4 separate regions of the Mus musculus genome follow, and all the other regions are linked to region 4. A link is a contact called in public capture Hi-C and promoter capture Hi-C data. All regions are on one chromosome and are shown on one strand. The core of a region is the stretch at or near the end of the contact, and the rest is flanking DNA. Distances in the headings are between cores, read along the strand shown. Region 1 holds the start of Ripor2 (RHO family interacting cell polarization regulator 2). Region 2 holds the start of Pom121l2 (POM121 membrane glycoprotein-like 2 (rat)). Region 3 has its middle 3.8 kb from the start of n-TTagt4. Region 4 holds the start of H1f3 (H1.3 linker histone, cluster member).

Region 1 (4,305 bases), core at 385-2,884, 1.1 Mb before region 4:
TGAGGGTGCTGGTTCTTTGCAGGAGTTGTGCCCTGACCTCTCTTGCTGTAACAGCAGATAGAAGGCTCTAGTGGAGCTAAACCTTATGAATGGGACTCTCAGAGCCTGCTCTAAGAGAAGTAGGCTAGTAGGAATACTGGGTGAGGGTGGGAAGGAGGAGCGAGGCAAACCTGACCCAGAAAACTCTCCCAAAACAAAACAAAACCATCCAACCAACTAACATCAAAAACAACGAAACAGAAGAAGGAAGAAATGACTGTGTCAGGAAACAATGGGCGGGTGCTCATATTTGCAAGGGGAGCTGAGAGGAAAGGCAGCTTGTGTGTGTGTGTGTGTGTGTGTGTGTGCTTTAAAGACAATCACATTGTTCCCCCAGCTGAAGTGTTGACATTTCTTCACAGTCACTCATGCAACATATAGGTGTCCCCCAGACCAGAGCCTATGGGCTGTGGATCCCACTCTGCCCCACCCCCACTCCCCAAAAAACATTGCTAGCTTCTCTAGGATTTCGTCTTGTTTTCTCACTCAGGAGCTGTGACTGTCCACAGTCCTGTCATTCTCGCACCTGAATGGCTCTGCTTAGCGAATTCCAACGCCCGCCCTCTTCTACAGCGAGGGGTCTGCATCCCTATCCAGGAAACTGTGGGAGGGAGCTATGAGGTAATAAATAGCCTGAGGGAGAACTACAGAACCCCCCCCCCACCCCCCGCGCACGTTCAATATCACAGACACCTGCTAGGGTTAGAGTGTTCCCCAAGTGTGACCCCGTACCCCAGTCTTTCCAAACACAGGTTGGCATCAAAAACAACACATTTCTTTTGGCTTGCCCTCTTCCCCATTCTCACCGGTTTCACGTGGCCAATTTGGAACAGCTGGGTCCCAGCCAAGCTCAATTGCTCAGTCTGGAGGCACATGAAGCCCTTGGAAATTGCGATCCTCCCTCTGAGCTGGATCACCCATCGCTGCTGGGTGCCCGGAAGTCTTTCGGAAGCCAGGGTTCATCCACGATCCCACCCGCGGGATCCCCTGTCCCTGACAAGCCCCTACCTTAGGTAGTGCCACAGGCTTCTCTAGCCTTCTCAATCGGTCCTTCCACAGTGCGGGACATCCTTTGGGTCGGCCTGCGCTAAGTGCACGGCCCCTCTTCCTTAATAACTTCCCTTCTCGTCCCAGCCCACATCAGGCTCCCCGGATTCGCCAGGACCTAGGAAGCCCGGACACCCAAGGGTTCTTCTTAATATGCCAGGCTCATTCAAGCCCAGGACACTCCTCCATACACCCACCTCATGCCGGTGGAAACCAAAATCAGCCGCAGAGAATGTGTTTAAGAGGCGCGTGCACCTACCTGCCGAGAACGCTCCTAGTGCCCGGAGACGCTTAGTACCGGGTGGCATGTACCACCTCGGCACCCACGCACCGCCCCTCGCTGCCGTGCACCTCCGGCTCCGCGGACACCGGTGCTCGTTCCTCCCAGCCAACAGGGAAAGGTCCGAGGGTAACAGTCGTGGCCCCAGCGCTCGGGCGTCGCACCAGCTGCCGCCGCGCCGGGTGAAGTTGCGGGGCCAGAGGACGCGCGGGTGGCAGAGAGCGGAGCGAGCGCGGTAGCGGAGAGGGCGGTGGGGAGGCGCGCACGCGGGGGCTGGCGCGTCACCGGTGGGGGGGGGGCGAGGGAGGAGGGCGGGTGGAGACAGCTGCTTGATGGTCCCTTCAGCCCGACTCCTTCAGGGTGCGCTTGGGTGCTTGCCTCCAGCTGATCGTCTGCCTGCACGTCAGGCTCTGGGACACTAGCTTGTGGCGCAGCTTAGAAGGACTCCGCCGCAGGGGAGTTGAGACCAGCCGGACACGGAGCATTAGAGGAGATCTCAGCTGAGACAAGAGTGCCTGTGCAGCCAGCCTTTGGGGATCTCAAAAAGGGCCGTGCATTGCAAATGATGAGATGGGGGAGGGTTGTGTGCAGTGGTGAAGAGTGAAGTTCAAGGCTCAAGGCAGGAGTTATGTTGAAAAGCCCGGTTGGAGAGGGCCTCTGGGTACAAGTACCCAGGGCTTGTTTCGACAGAGGTTTCACTATGATAGGGAGAAGCAAGACTTTTGTTTGACTTTGAAACCTCTCTTTTGGTGTGAATTTGAATTATACATAAGGCTATAAAATGTAGGTGGGTCTGACAGACAGAAACATTCCATAGAAAAAGGACCTTTAGAAGCTGAGTGTGGTGGCATTCAAGAGGCTAAGGCAGGAAGGCTGCTGTAAGTTCGATGCCAGCCTGGGTTATATATAGTAAATCCCAGGTCAGCATTGGTAACTAGGCTATTATATGTGTGTGAGTGAAGAGTATGAGGTTGGGTATTCTAAGGACCTGGAGCCCAAGAGTGGACTCTGCGTCCATCCTTAGGTTGGCAGTCTTCCAGGCCTCAGTTTCCTCCTCAGGGAAACTGTCTTACTCATACAATTGTGTATTTACAATATGTAAAATCAAAGTGTCCCACAAATTCATCCATCACATTCCAAGCTGAGACCTAGTCACTTTATGAGGACATTAGAATCAAGAAGTATAAACCTTGACCAACAAAGGCTAGGAGAGGAGTCTATGGCAGCATCAGGAAACCTGGACATCCTTAGACCTGGAAAACGCAAGCAGCTGAATCACACCCCACCTAAGGATACAGCCAGACTTCAGGGATCACCCAAGGAGGAGCACTGTACAGGCCTCTCACCTGGACCACGAGGCCATGGCTTGAGAGGAGCTCAGACAGGCTACCCTTGCCAGCTGCATTCTCCAATGCCCTTCTCTCAACTCAACACACTCCCCATCAGGAAGCCACCTTCCCATGTGGACATTCCTTCCTAGGAGGAAAGCGTCGACTACGACTACACATGTGACAGCTTAGCACACAGAGGGCAAGCAAGCTCTCTGTGTGTTTCCTCATGGGTGTTCTGCTCAACAAGCAAGTCCCTAATGCATCAATCCGTACAGAACTAAACGTAAGTTTATGGCGATCTTCTTATCCCCTGACATTAGACTGTTTACACCTGGCTGTAACCTTTCAGTATTTTGATTCCCACTTTATAGGCAGGCAAACTAAGGTTACAGAGAGTTAGCCTAACTTGTCCAAGATGACCCAGCCTCATCGACTTTAGATGCTCATGCAAAAAAGAGACATGGCTTGTGGGGAGACATTCTTCATGGCACACCCATCCTTTGGAGGACACAGCAAAGCCGGGCTTGGATTCCTGACGAGTGGAAATTGTGAGTTAATGCTGTGTGTTCTTTTAAATGACTGTATGTTGATTTCTTAGGCAGTGATAGACAATAGTCTATCTACATTGCAGAAACAGTGGCCTTAAAAAAAAAAAAAACAACCCTGTAAACCACAATGTGACTCTTCTGTGGCTTTAAATCCTGCTTCAGTTCCCTATATGGAATACAGAATAAAACCCAAAGTCCACACTGCTGGTGATGGTTAATCTTCATCATCAGGTTGGTCGAATCTAAACTCACCTAAGCAGTAGACCCTTGGACCAGTCTGTAAAGGGTTCCCTAGATAAGTTAATTGAAGTGGAAAGGCCGGCCTTAGATGTGGATAGCACCTTCCATTCCTGGGCTGGGGCTCTGGTCCGAATACAAGGAGAGAAGGTACTTGCCACCAGCACTTCCTGGCCATGATGGTCAGTATCCTCTCGAATGGAGCCAGGTATTTGATCATAGCAACAAGAAACATAACCTCAGCACCACTGCTAACAAGATCCTGGTGAGCCAACCCTTTATAGATCTCCACTATCTCCAGGGCCTCTCTCTGGTTCCTCAAACCTTCGCAGCCTTTTCCTGGGTCATCGCAGACCACTGGCATCTTTAGTACATCCATGTCCCCAGTGATCATTTCCATCCCCACTTGTCTTCCAATGCTGACCATTCTTTGCCTGTCACTAATCTGTGAGCTCACGGGGCAGGGACCATTTCTGCCTTACCCACTGTGTCCCAGGCCTATCAGATGGAAGATGGATAACTGCATTCTGAAGCAGTTCCTGAGTCTACAAGCATTTCCTTTCCCTTGTCAGCCTGGCTTATCTCCGTCGGGAGAGCCTTTGCCCACATCCAGATAGCAGCAGCCATTTATTCACACTCAGTTAAAAAGCCCCCAGCTATCTCCATTCCCTCCGGCCCCTTGTCCCTTTCCTGTCCTCTCACTTCTGAACTTCCTAACAGCCAGATCTCAAGATGCCTAGAACCTCTACCTTGAGTAATATTGCAGGTACTGAAGTGTGATTGCTCCAAACAGTGTTACATTTCCTGGGCTCAACTCCTCAAC
Region 2 (4,106 bases), core at 974-3,473, 1.6 Mb after region 4:
AAGTGCTGCAAGAAGGGACAGAGCAAGAGTTGCCTGTGGTGCTGGTCACTATGTTCAAATCCACACCAGGGTCTTTGGATTTGCTGGCTGGAATGACAGACGTAACCACACAGGGGGCTGTGGTGGCTAGGCTGTGGAAAAGATGGGTAGAATCAGAACTCAGTGAAGAAGAGGGCTGCCTGGTGTGCACAGGAGCTGTCTCAGACATAGTTTGAAGCGGTTCTATACTGCCAAAGATAGGCTTGAAGGTGGGCCTTAAGATACCTGGAGTTGTAGAGGGAGAAGAGCTTGAAGAGGCCTCAGCCATGACAGAAATTCTGGAGTATGAGGCAGTTCTAACCTCAGTACTGTGAACAGGCCCCCAAATAGGTCTTAATGCTAAGTGAGAAGACGTCTCCACGGGAAGTACAGATGCAGGAAGATGGAGAATTGGGTTACTCACCACCCCAACCAAAGTGCTTTGTGTGGTGGGTGCTGTGGGGTTAATGACAGATGAGTGTGGGGGCACAGCAGACCTGTGAGCCCGAGGGATTGAAGATAGCCAGGTGGAATCAGTGACTGGTGTTGTGGGAGAGCTTGGAGACGCCTGGGTGGAAGCAATTGAGGGATTTGAGTCTGAAGAGATGCCTTGGATGTGCTCTAACTGTGAGCACCCGAGTGGGGCAGGCATATTCTTCAAGCTTTCCAGCTGAGGGTTCACGTGGGTGCTAAGAACTCTCTCAGAAGACGACCGACTGAGAGACAAGGTAGGCTGAATTCCAGCCCTCATCTCTGGAATGGAGTCTCCGGCTGTCCCGGTTGTAGCTTCTGTGGTTTGGTTGCTCGGCACAGCTTGCCCCTCTAATGTTGGGTCCTCTTCAGTGACAACAGGACCTTGCTGGCAAGGTATAGTTAGCAGGTCCCTAGGGCCAGACTGCAGTAGAGGAATCTCTCCATTTAGCTGTCCAGAGCTGCTGGGTGTGACTGAGAGGTGAGAATTAGGACTCTCTCCTGCTTTTTTCAATGGCCATTCTGGAGTCTGGACTAATGTCCTGAGAAAATGTCTCTTCCAAGATCCTGAGAGCTCTCTAGAAGAACTGTAAGAACTGGTAATAGCATTTCTTTTTGTGCTGGGGGGGCCTTGGGTATGTATGCTGGCCACAAGGGCCCCAGAGAAGCAACCGGATCTCTTACATTTATCATCTGAGCTCTGGACATGGGGTCTCCTTTTCAGAGACCCAGGCCTGGCCACAAACGAAACAGTGGCCCCACTTTTCAACAGGGGCTTAAAGGCGGACCATACGGAGGCCGAATGCCTTTGGCTGTCGGAGGTGTCCGGGAACAGTGGCTCTTCCCACCTGGCTCTGCCCTTCCTGCACTGGAGGAGGGCCCTCAGCACCGGGTCCTTTCCACAGGGCCCTGGTGGCTCCTCTGAAGGTCCCGCGGAGTTCACCACTCTTGAGACCGGGAACAAGGGCCGTGGTCTCCGCTCAGGAGGCGAGATCTTGACTGTCACCGGACTCCATGTGGCCCGAGGGTGACGAAGGGACCAAATATTACGCTTCAGGTAACTTTCCCACCAGTCTGAAGGAAGAGAGCCCATGATGGGGTTCTGTGGCCTCTTCATGGGGAAGCGCCTCCAGGCCTCACTGACGAAAGCGGTAGGGTTGGCGGGATCCCAGTTGGGCGGCCTCCGGGCCGGCCTGTGTCTCCGAGCGGGCTGGGCGCGGTGGACATGCTGCACCCGGTGGACCTGGTAGAGGGGCCTAGCGGGTCGGCGGCTCGCAGGCTTCTCCCCTGAGTCTGCGCGCCCCTGTGCTGGGGACCGCGGCGAGGACCCCGCTTTGCCCAGGTAGCTGCCCATGCTGAGAGGCGCGGACGGGCGGTGACTTCTAGCCCCGTTTCAACCTCGGCGGAGGCGGCCGAATCCAAGCATCCGCTGCTCGAGTGACGGTTGGGCCACGAGCGCCAGAAAAGCGCGAGGGAACTGGGGAGCTGGCGACACGCGGGCCACGGCAACCACGTCAGCCCGCTCTGGGATCTGCGGTCTGAGCACCACACTGGCAGAGCTCATGGGGGCTCGGTGTCTAGCATCCAGGCAGGACCCGGCCTTGGACCTGGATGCGCATTGGTGCGCGTCCCAGTTCCCCAAACTCTGAGCTGGAAGCGACTCTGGGTGATTTGAATCCCTTCATCGTACGAGTGAACGTACGAGGGAACGAGTGGGTGTGCTCGAGAGGGCACAGGACCAGAGGAAGATGGAACTGTTTAGGCAGGCTATAGGGCATTGTGACTTGTCAATGGGAAAGGCAGCAGCCAGCTGAGGTAATGTCTGTGAGTTCTATCAGAGCCTCCTCATGGCCAAACCCAGCATCATACCTTCAGGGGATAAAGTCAGGATTTGTAACCTTGCACCCTGGCGGGAAAGGGTCTATTTAGAAGACACTTGGAGCTCCTCTTCCCGACCAAACCTCTATTCACTTGCAGAATTAGTGTGTTAAACAAGTTGATAGAAGTTGAAGGTAAAACTGACTTCTTAGGGGGATACAGAAAGTTTCACTCTACACCCCTATGCTGGCCAGTGGACCAAAGTATCAAAGAACTCTGCCTGGCCATGAGCTAGAATCTTACATTTCACCCAAAACAAAACAAGTAGCTAACCAAGCACTTTCTCAAAACAGTATTGACAAGCAAGATGGCCAAGTCTGAGCATGCACTTGGTGGAAGGAGTGAGCTAACTCCCATAAGCTGTCCGCTGAGCTCCAAATACACAATATAGCAATAGCGTGTGTGTGTGTGTGTGTGTGTGTGTGTGTGTGTGTGTGTATACATACACACTGTATATACATACATACTGTGTATACATACACACTGTATACACGAAATGTAATTTTTAAAATTTTAAGTAAGGTGGAGAGACTCTCCATGAGCACACGAAAGTACCCCACACATACACAGAGCTACTGTAAGACATTCAGGAAATATAGAAAGTAGAAACTTCTATGTCTCAACAATAGAGCATCTATCTACAAATGTGAAACAGTTCTAGAAGTTCACACTGAGATGCCCCTAGCATGTAAGGAGGGTAGGAATAAATAGGGCTGTATCCAGCTATTAAGTGTCCCCAGGAGGTGGTTGCATAGAGAAACTGGGGAAGGAGGTGAACTAAAATTTGAGTGAGGATGACTGAATGGGACATACGTTTACAATGTATGCTGAGAAAATCATTCAATTGTGGGAGTTCACCACACATGTAACAAAACAGAGTTTGCAAATCCACAGGAATGATTGCTGGTTGCTTAAGACTGGGGCAGAAGGAAGAATAAAGGAGAGGACAGAAAGGTAACAGTATAATGATTTGTGTGCTATTGTTGTTATCTTTTGTTTTGTTTTTGTTTGGTTGGTTTGGTTTGGTTTTGGTTTTGGTTTTTGGTTGTTTTGTTTTGTTTTGTTTTTGAGACAGAGTTTCTCTATGTAGCCCTGGATGTCCTAGAACTCACTCTATGTTGACCAGGCTGGCCTTGAACTCACAGAGACCTACCTACCTCTGCCTTCTGAGTGCTGGGATAAAAGGTGTGCACCATTGCCCAATTGTTGTTATTTTTTAAGTAGTAAAAATTGACTATTGGGATTTTTTATCGACCTGTCTTAAAAGAACCAAACTGAACAACAATGGCCAGGAAAGAGTTGAAGTCATGAGAGCCAGTTTAGAAGTCTGTGTACTATCTTAATGCTGAGTCTATTTCCAGCAAAGGCAGGGGCAAAAACAAAAACAAACAAACAAACAAACAAAACCCCATGGCCAAGCCAACAGTTCCCTTTCAGAGACCTCCATCCAGGTAAGGCTGAATCTTTGTCTTCACCACAGAAAAGAATTTCAGGCCAGGCCAGTGTGAAGCAAAGTTAGAGATTGGGTATAGGATTCAAGGGGACACTGAAGCAGACTGTTGGGGCTAAGAAGTTTAACTAAGGAACACAGAAGAGCATAGCAGAGGCTCAGAGGAGAAGCAATCCCACGGGGCAGAGTCAGGGTTCCTTCTTATAAACGAAAAGGCCAGGTGGCAGAAACCATGCAGGAAGTGGTAAAGTGGGCAGGTGAGCTCCCTAAGACTGCCCATCACCCACTG
Region 3 (4,615 bases), core at 1,482-3,981, 1.7 Mb after region 4:
TGTGGATCTTTCTGAAGGCTTTGTAGCTTTTGAGCTTTCTGGGGCTAGTAATACTTCAACATGGCCTCCCAGAGCCCGGGAAAGATTCCCTCTGGCTGGTGGAGGAGCCAGGGGAAGACTGCCTTCGATTCCAGAAGCACAAGAACTTCATGGAGGAGCTACCCACCCACCCACCCCGAACCCTCCCCTCCCTCTTGGCTCTTGGCCACTCTCAGAATCAACACACTGATATAGATCTGAATATGGGTCTTGTCACCACTGCCAGCAACACTAGGACGAAGCACCCACAAAGCAAGCTCAGTAGGATAGAGTCTAGGCAGCACTCCTGTCAACTGAAGGCCATCCCACTGTTGCCAAGCAACGCATCTAAACACAGGCATGTGCACTCTGACCAATGGGAAAGCCGAGGCCCAACAGCGGTGGTAGAGGGTCTCAGCAGGTTTGCTGAGCATATGCAAGATCTGATCTGGGAAATTGGCTTACTAGCTCAACTTAGTATGGTCTTGTCTTTGAGAGGCCAAGCCTTTGTTGGAGACTCCTCAAGCCTGCACTGGTTTAGTCTCCAAGGACACTTTTCTAAAACATGTCAGTCACCTTGCCCTTTGTTTGCAACCAGTTCTAAGGAGAAAATGCCACTGAGCCTCCACTATGGTCTATGGGGATTTAGCTGGAGTCACCAGGCAAGGAAGATGACTTTGGTGACACCAGAAGCAGTGACAAGAGCAACATATTTCTTTTTTTTTCCCTCTCTACTTAATGGTCAAATAGGTCAAAGAAGAAATAAAGAAAAACATCAAAGACATTCTAGAAGGCACAACATACTTCTTTTTTTTTTGGTTTTTCGAGACAGGGTTTCTCTGTATAACCCTGGCTGTCCTGGAACTCACTCTGTAGACCAGGCTGGCCTCGAACTCAGAAATCTGCCTGCCTCTGCCTCCCAAGTGTTGGGATTAAAGGCGTGCACCACCACTGCCCCACTAACATACCAAAATTTATGGGACACAATGAAATCAGTGCTAAGAGGAAAAATCATAGCATTAAGTGCCTTCATTTAAAAAAATGAAGATTTCTCATAATAACAATTTAAATGTAACCTGAAAGTTCTGGGGAAAAAAAAAAAAGAAGCAAACACACCCGTTGCAGGAAATATTAAAAAATCGACCAGCATGTTTCCGCCCTTGTGCCGCAACTCTCGGGCCCCTGAGTGGTCCTGAGAGCTCTGTCTCTAGTTAGCCCCCTCAGCAACAGATTGCTGTGTTCCCAGCTCTGGTTTGCTTGACTCTGGAGCTGATAGTTCCCTCTCTGCCATAAACTCCTGTAGTCAGTGGTCCCACATTTCAGTAACAGAGTAAGTCAAAACTCTTGAAGCTTATAATTAACTAGTTAGATTTATATATCAATAAATTCTCAATACACAAGATGCCAATACAATAATTTCAGAGTCAATTGGTAATGATAAAATCTGCCCACCTAGATTAGACAAATTATTCCAATATTCTAACCTTTATGAGGTCATGACTACCAATGGCTGGTTAAAGCCACTCTGGTTCACAACTCCGCCTCCACCTTGACCTTCCTCCTTCTGAGACACTCTGTCTCTGCAACTCCTAGCTCAGCCTTCCTTCCCCCTGTCTAATCACAGGCTTCCTGCTGCACTAATATTTTAATCTGATCGGACAGGGAAAATTCTGTCACAGATTAAGTTGCAAGGGTCTGAAAAACACCGAAGGAAGGAAGACCCCAGACTCAGATTTGCATATACAAAGACAAAGAGCGTTTATTCTGCAGAAACAGCTAGCATGTCAGGATTTCCATTGTTTCCAAGTGACAACCTCCACAGCACATCGAGTTCCTTTTAAAACAGGACTGCTTAGTTGTTTCTGAGAAAACAGCAGACTTCTAAAATTTAGGGCATATTCCATCATAAACCGAATGTTGTAAAGAAGATATGTACCACAGGACCCCAGGTGCAAAAACAGGGGCTAAGATATTGACTGAGTTTGTCAAAACTTCAATGACAGCTTAGTTATAGTCTAAAAATTTTCCACGACTGCAAGCTACTAACAAATGGTGAAAGTTTAGCCAGATAATTGCTCTTAGTGTATGCGCACATAGGCATTCTCTGTTATAACCTCCTATTCAATTTTTGATTGAATTTATGTGCAGACCTGCAGTGTTTTGTTTTGTTTTGTTTTTTCCATGAGAACACATGCTCTGAGTCTTACAAGTACTGAGAATAAAGGGCAGAGATAACTCCCTCTCCCCTTTTCTCCTGGAGATTTCAATTTAGCGAAGTGCAATTCCCTGCCAAGACTTTACCTAGCCTCCAGCTACTTTGAGATTCTTACTGGAGGCTGCAGAAGGCAGCCTTAAGGTCAAGTGGATCAGTGGCAGACTGCAGAAGCAGAATCTTCCCCCCAGTAGAGATAGCAAATGGCTTAAATGGTCCTAGGCTTAGTTTTTGAATGGGATATGAAAAATGAACTCCTCAAAAATACAATCATATGAATAACCACATCAAATGTAAATGGAGCAGAGGATTCAAACCCAGAGATTGTTGAACTGGATTATAAAATAAAGCAGAAAGAAGGAGCCAATTATAGTTTGCTTCAGAAAGCACCCTAAGAGCCCAGATGTGGTGGTGTGGTTGGGGCCGGTAAGACCCATAGAATAGAAAAACAGAAACAGCTGCACAGTCTGGCACTGTCCTTGAGCATACAGCTCTCACACCTCCCTCCCTCCTTAATAAGCCTTTCAGAGACCTTGAAGGAGGGACAAAGAGTCTGCTGCATGGTTTAGTCCCTGACAAAATGCTTATGTGAGATGTTCCTACATGCTCCAAGCAGCCCTCCTTTCCTCCACATCCATGCCATCTTTAGAATCCTACTTTAAGGTTTTAAAACAACTAAAAGCTTACCATATTCAGCAGACAAAGAAGCAGAAGCCACATAAAAAGCACCATTTTGCTGTACTCACTGTAAGTTTTCTTTACAAACCATACTTCACCTGACCCTGTGCATGCACATTAAAGCCGTTTTAACGTTCTGTCTTTAGAGTTCTGTCTCTTTGATCAGAATCCCACAATAGTATGTCCATCTCAAATCCCAGTACCTGGCAGACAGAGACAGGAAGAGTACTGCGAGTTCCAGGCAAGCCTAGGCTACAGAATCAGACCCTGTCTCCAAAGAGACATAGAAAAAGAAAGGAAGAAGGAAGTGAGGAGGGACAGACAGACAGAAAGACACAGAGTTACTGTGGAAGCTGAGAGAAGCAGGCCTGGTGGTGCCTGTAATCCCAGCTTCCTAGAGGCTAAGGTAGGAGATTGTAACAAATGCAAAGTCACCCTGGGCTATGAGGTGAGCTCCAGGCCAGCTTGGGATCCAGAAAGAAAGAACAAAGACTTGGAAATTTATTATTTGATTTTTGAGACAAAGTTTCAGTGTGTAGCCCAGGCTGACTAAGAATTAACCACAATCCTCCTTATTACTGGGGTTACAAGTGATCACCAACCACATGCCTGAATTAGACCACTGATCTCAAAAGCAGGGGGAGTAAGTAGAGGTTGGTGTAGACTGTGGCAAAGGAGAGATCCTGGGGACTCAGACAGAGACAGATAAAGAGCAGAGGGAATAGACATTTCACACGTGGTGCTGCTGAAACCAACAGGACTTTTAATAATTTGAAGGGTGTTAATAGGTGAGAGAAGTTGGATCTTACCACAGGCTTTAAGGAGGATTGTTGGTTGGGGAGTGTCCTAGTTACTGTTCTATTGCTGTGAAGAGATACCATGACCAAGGCAGCTTAGAGAAGAAAGCAATTAACTGCGGGCTTCCTTACAGTTTCAGAAGGAAAGCCCATGACTATCATGGAAGGAACCATGGCAGCAGGTAGCAAGACTTGGTGCTGAGGCAGTGGATAAGAGCTTACAGAGAGAGTGAGACTGGGCCTGACTTGGGCTTTTGAAACCTGCAAGCCCACTTCCAGTGACACACCTCCTTCAGTAAGGCCACATTTTCCTAATACTTCCTAAACAGTTCACCAACTGGGAACCAAACATTCAAATATATGAGTTTATGGGAGCAGTTCTCATTAAAACAAATACAGTGAGTTTAGCTTGTGACATACATGTCTGGGACTTGGTTGGAACTCCATCTCTAGTGTCTCAGGAACCACTGACTCCAAACACCCCACAGTGGAATGTTGTCATAATTAGAAAGTATGCTTGAGTGGTTTCTGTGTGATCATGATTAAGGTGTGGCACCAGGCAGTTTAAAATTTAGTTGTCTGTGTTTGATGGCCAAAGATCCTGAGCTTATGTGGAACTGTAGACTTCAGCCTCTGTGTTAGACATTAAAGGAAACACTACAGCAGACCACACGGACAGTGGACTGTGGCGAGTCTGGAGCATACCAGTGTTTGGAAGCCATTTTCTGCAATGTGGTTGTTTTCTTCTTCATCTCATTCCTAAAGTCCCTGCTTGGACTCCAGGTCAGAAGAGCTGGCCCTCAGCTTTTCCCTAACATTCTCTACCACTGTACTTCTTTTTAAATTTCTGTGTGGACTTCAAAACTCACCAGTTAAGTGAGTGTCCAATATTGACAATTAATCCTGGGCA
Region 4 (4,628 bases), core at 1,756-4,255:
AAATTCAAAAATGACATTTCCTTATTTTCCTGAATTTTTAATCCATCCACAAATAGTAATATTGACGTTTCACATACTAACATTTTTCCATTTTATGGACTCCCCAAATTTGAAGTGGCATGATTGAGCAGCTAAGGGAGATGGTAAGAAATTAGACCATAGAGTTCAAGGTCAGAAGAATATTCCCATGTGTTCATAAACATTTTACTATATGGTTATATATTTATTCTAAATCTGTAAATCCAATCAATATCAGACAATATTCTAATTCAGTTCATGAGATTTTGGAAATTCTTCCAAATATATTGATAAAGTAGAGGGAAACAAGAGAAAGATGAGCCTGCATCTGCCTGGGATTAAAGGGCATTAACATGGAAACGAGCATTTAAATCAGGTTTTGTCCTACTGGAGACTTGTTCAACAGCCCAAAATTTCCTATTTGTTGTGTAGTCAATGAAAATGGCTGTGGTAAATGTAAACACACATAAACGCACATTCTTAAGATAATGACCTTTAAGGACTTAAAGTGTGGGGGATGAGAAAAGTAGTAAGTATGATCATATTTTACCTGTGTATTTATTGAGCATTCTTTAACATCATCAGATAATCAACTCCATCAGCAGACAGAAGGAACACTCATACACATGAACTTCATTCAGAGACACAATAACTGCAGAGTATTCTACAAACATCTGATTACACATACAATTCTGATATCACAGGCACGTCAAAATGTAATAGGAACTTACCTATCCTTTACAGTATTTTTTTTAAATTACATGAAATCAAATTCAGTAATTCAGTGCCTATCAGTATAGCTTTACCTTATCTGGGCTAGATGTGAGCAGAGGGTGACTTACACAAGCACTGGCCTGTGGAGGTCAAAAACCATCTTTTAGGAGCCTGTGTTCTTCCAACATATGGATCCCTGGATTGAACACAGCTCTTGAGGCTCGAATACAAGATCCTTTACCTACTCTCCTCTAATGAAATGCTAGATTGAAACGTAGACGATAGAGTTGATGGCTTATACCAGGTGCTTGCCTCCAGACCTGAAGCCCCAGCTGACTGTTGCAGGTTGTCCTCTGACCTACACACACACACAAACACATAATATAAAAATATTTTTTAAATGATATGTAATTTCTTCCTATGAGAAGCTCAATTAAACATCTGTAGAATTCTTACATCATCAGGATAAAAGAAAAGGGGGCCCCAATTTTAAATAAATAAATACATACAAATATATATATATAATATACACACACACACACACACACACACACAAACTTTAATACTTTCAATAATTAAATGGAAATGGCATCCCCAAATTTGGATCAGCTTCCTGAAGGACAGTTAAGGTTGGTTTGTGTTTTTATGTGCTTGTTTTGTTTGCCCAAATTTGTGAAGTCAAACTGCAAACCAAACCTTCCAAAATGGTTTTTCTTTCACGTCCTCAGCCTACTATTGGTCTACTGACCAAATAAGGGAGAACAGATAACCTCAAAACAATGTATGAGGAAGGAATGTGCAGAACTGTCAGTGGTGTTCAATTTCCTTACTAAAACCTAACCACCAGGGTATTAAAAAAGCTTCCACACTTATAGTGGCAATGTGATCAGTGCCTAAAAACTGCGAAGGTGGCTAAGTTTGGAGGAAATAGGAGCGCTTTCAATTTCTCGGAAAACACAATTAAAAATTCTTAGGACGGAATTCCAGAGCTCTGAAGTGAACAAAGGGGCGGGGACAGAGAAAAAACGCCAGCGTCCCAGTACGTAAATGTAAATCTTAATATCACAATCTCTGATTGGTGCAACACCCATGACTGAAAGTACGGCTTGATTGGTTAATTCTCAAAACCACCTTGTGTAGCCGGATTGGAAAACTTAAAACAGAGGCTCCAGCCTGTAGCCACTATTGTGAGAGTAGCTTCCTAGAGAACCCCCCTAATGCCTTATCACGCCTAGGCGACATTAGAAAGGACTTCCCGCCAAACTCTTGGAATATGAACACGTGTGTGGAGCACACACAGAAGCAAAAAACTGCCGGCCAGAAGTCCAGCTAGAGCTGAAAATGATACAATCTATCGCTCAACTAGAGTTTATAGATGCTCCTAAATGTACCCATAACAAAGTGCACAGAATTGATCTGCTTCGGAACACATAGCCAGAGTCAGCGGACATACCATGAGAAAACCAGAAAAAGGCTCAGCTCTTTTGAATGAGGTTGTGGGTGGCTCTGAAAAGAGCCGTTTGAGATTTTCAAAGCAGGACGCACCACTCTACTTCTTGCGAGGGGCAGCCTTCTTTGCCTTGGTGGCCTTCGGCTTAGAAGCTTTAGGCTTGGAAGCCTTAGCCTTGGGAGCCTTGGCCTTGGCTGGACTCTTTGCTGCCTTCTTGGGCTTAGCAGCCTTCACCTTCTTGGGACTCTTGGAAACTTTCTTGGCGCCGGCAGCCGCCGCAGGCTTCTTCGCCTTCTTCGGAGTCTTCTTGGCCGTCTTTTTGGGTGTGGCAGCACCAGTCGCCTTCTTAGGCTTCTTGGCTGCTCCCGCAGGCTTCTTGGCCTTGGCCGCGCCTGCCTTCTTAGCCTTGGGCTTAGCCTCACCGGAAGCCGCCTTCTTGTTGAGTTTGAAGGAGCCGGAGGCGCCGGTGCCCTTGGTCTGCACCAGGGTACCCTTGCTCACCAGGCTCTTCAGCCCGAGCTTGATGCGGCTGTTGTTCTTCTCCACATCGTACCCCGCGGCCGCCAGCGCCTTCTTGAGCGCAGCCAGGGACACGCCGCTGCGCTCCTTGGAGGCGGCCACAGCCTTGGTGATGAGCTCGGACACCGGGGGTCCGGACGCCTTGCGCTTCCCAGCAGCGGCGCCGGTCTTCTTCGCCTTCTTCTTCACAGGTGTCTTCTCCACAGGTGCAGGGGCAGCAGGCGCCGCGGGAGCGGTCTCGGACATGTTCTAAGCTTTACTAGTAAAGCAAAAAGTAAGCACAAACAGTCAGAGAAGGTTGTTCCCAGTGCTGCAGGCTCTGGGTTTATATAGAGAGAAGCTGCGTGGTGATTGGTTCCCTGCGCCGTGCGCCGTGCGCCGCGTTGCCAGAGAAAGGATCTTCAGCTTTGCCTTGTGGCTGTGTTTGTTGCCCCTCAAAAAAGTATAAAAATATAAAAAATATGGGCACGAAATAATTAGGGACTTGGGGGAAACTGATCCGAGAGCCTGTAGGCTACATTCTTGCCTTAATTTGTGCACCTATGTTCAAAATCGGCACCCTGAAACTTCTCTGATTGCCCCAACTCTCTTTCAAACTTGACGAAAATTGGGACAACTTTAAGGTTTTCCTTAAAAATACTACTTCTCTCGCGGTCATTAGCAAACTTTTGTTTCAGGACATGGTTCCTCACATTCTTATCATTTCAGGACTCTATGAAATAACTTGTTTTCACGGAAATACATAGGGAAATTTGAGTTTTTCGAGAAAGCAACAACACAAGCTTCCAGGGCTATCTGCACCAAGCTGTAGGAATTGGCACTAGATGGGAAAGCAGTGCATACCGGGGGAATGATTATTGTAGAAAATATCGATTGGATTTTTTAATGATATTTGAGATACCAGTGTGTAATTCCCCTTCGGTTTTCCTGTTTTAGTGATTTAGCCATTTTCTGGAGACGTGATGAGTCTGTGCCATCCCTATTGTAGATCAAAAGCTGAAAGCACATATTTTTCAGATTTGATAGAGAAATGTACACCAACTATCACATGTACAGAAAAAAGATACCTAGGTCAAGAAGGAACAGAAGTTTAGCAACTGGGAGCTGAAGAACAGTGAGATATAACCTGACTTAGCAACTCACTCCGTGTTTAGAGTACAAAGTTTACAGCTGTGTTATATGCCGTGTTTCAGGACCTGTGTTATGCAGCTGTTTCCCCTTGCCAACACTTATCACAACAGTTTTCTGCATATTTCCAGTTTTAAAATGATTTGAATTTCATTATTAAAAACAAGCAGAATGTGAAAGAAAATCTGTTTTTTAATTTCCATGATAGCTGCTGACCTCATTACATATATTACATATATAATATAGTCTGTCACAAACAAAAGAATTAGCAGGTGGTATCCACCAAAGGACTTAAACATTTCATAGTCAGTTATCATTATGATAACTGCAGCAAGAATAAAGTTTCTGGAAAAGGGATCAACCATGGGACTACAAACTTGAAACCATAAGAAGCTTCACTCATTCCCACTCATGACTGTGGAGGCTAATATCACAAATGTGGTTTTGGTCTTAACTCCAAAATATAATTACATCCTGAAAAACAGCAGATTATTCTCTGTAGTAAGGCTTGTACTATTTTGTAGAGATTAAAAACAGGCGATAAAAATCCCTAAGAGGTGTGAGAACAGTGAAACTTATGGCTTCGTCCTCTTCTCTCAATTTTGTGTTAGATAAGCAAATATACACACATACACACAAATGCACACCATTACTATAGTAACAGGTGAGAGATTACAGCCTCATGAGGTATTCTACAGGGAGACACATTCTTGGGTATTCTAATACCTAGAGACTTTCAAATCTACAGGAAAGGGTGGTTGTATAAAATAAAAATCAACCTGGTTGTGGTGGTCCATGC

The links. Promoter capture Hi-C pulls out the DNA fragments that hold promoters and counts their contacts. Capture Hi-C pulls out chosen DNA fragments and counts their contacts.
Region 1: a promoter capture Hi-C map of pre-B cells shows a contact between it and region 4, with 2.0 times the contacts expected there. The contact joins the promoter of Ripor2 here to the promoter of H1f3 in region 4. A contact is called at or near these places in 3 of 39 promoter capture datasets (frontonasal cranial neural crest, neutrophils and pre-B cells).
Region 2: a capture Hi-C map of macrophages shows a contact between it and region 4, with 10 times the contacts expected there. The contact joins the promoter of Pom121l2 here to the promoter of H1f3 in region 4. A contact is called at or near these places in 10 of 39 promoter capture datasets (cranial neural crest, frontonasal cranial neural crest, hematopoietic stem and progenitor cells and 6 more), 3 of 115 datasets of contacts at active chromatin or transcription factors (embryonic stem cells, microglia and stem cell-derived neural progenitor cells) and 3 of 9 other capture datasets (adipose tissue, liver and macrophages).
Region 3: a contact with region 4 is called in a promoter capture Hi-C map of cranial neural crest. The contact joins the enhancer-like site here to the promoter of H1f3 in region 4. A contact is called at or near these places in 7 of 39 promoter capture datasets (the HPC-7 cell line, cranial neural crest, frontonasal cranial neural crest and 4 more), 6 of 115 datasets of contacts at active chromatin or transcription factors (acute myeloid leukemia, cardiomyocytes, embryonic hindbrain and 3 more) and 2 of 9 other capture datasets (adipose tissue and macrophages).

Annotation. Positions count from the first base shown.
Region 1 is chr13:24,635,977-24,640,281 of GRCm38.p6, reverse strand. Ripor2 (RHO family interacting cell polarization regulator 2) reads right to left here and starts at 1,634. Exons shown (of 23, transcript NM_029679.2): 1 at 1,346-1,634. The coding sequence starts at 1,394.
Region 2 is chr13:21,979,298-21,983,403 of GRCm38.p6, reverse strand. Pom121l2 (POM121 membrane glycoprotein-like 2 (rat)) reads right to left here and starts at 2,223. Exons shown (of 1, transcript NM_001162928.1): 1 at 1-2,223. The coding sequence starts at 1,843.
Region 3 is chr13:21,857,562-21,862,176 of GRCm38.p6, reverse strand. No RefSeq gene overlaps it. Among named protein-coding and RNA genes, the nearest start is that of n-TTagt4, 3.8 kb to the right of the region's middle. Within about 2 kb of position 2,731, at least 7 of the 459 cell types and tissues checked have an H3K27ac peak or open chromatin away from gene starts, as enhancers often do.
Region 4 is chr13:23,553,409-23,558,036 of GRCm38.p6, reverse strand. It overlaps H1f3 (H1.3 linker histone, cluster member), which reads right to left and starts at 3,005. Exons shown (of 1, transcript NM_145713.4): 1 at 2,230-3,005. The coding sequence starts at 2,947. The coding sequence ends at 2,282.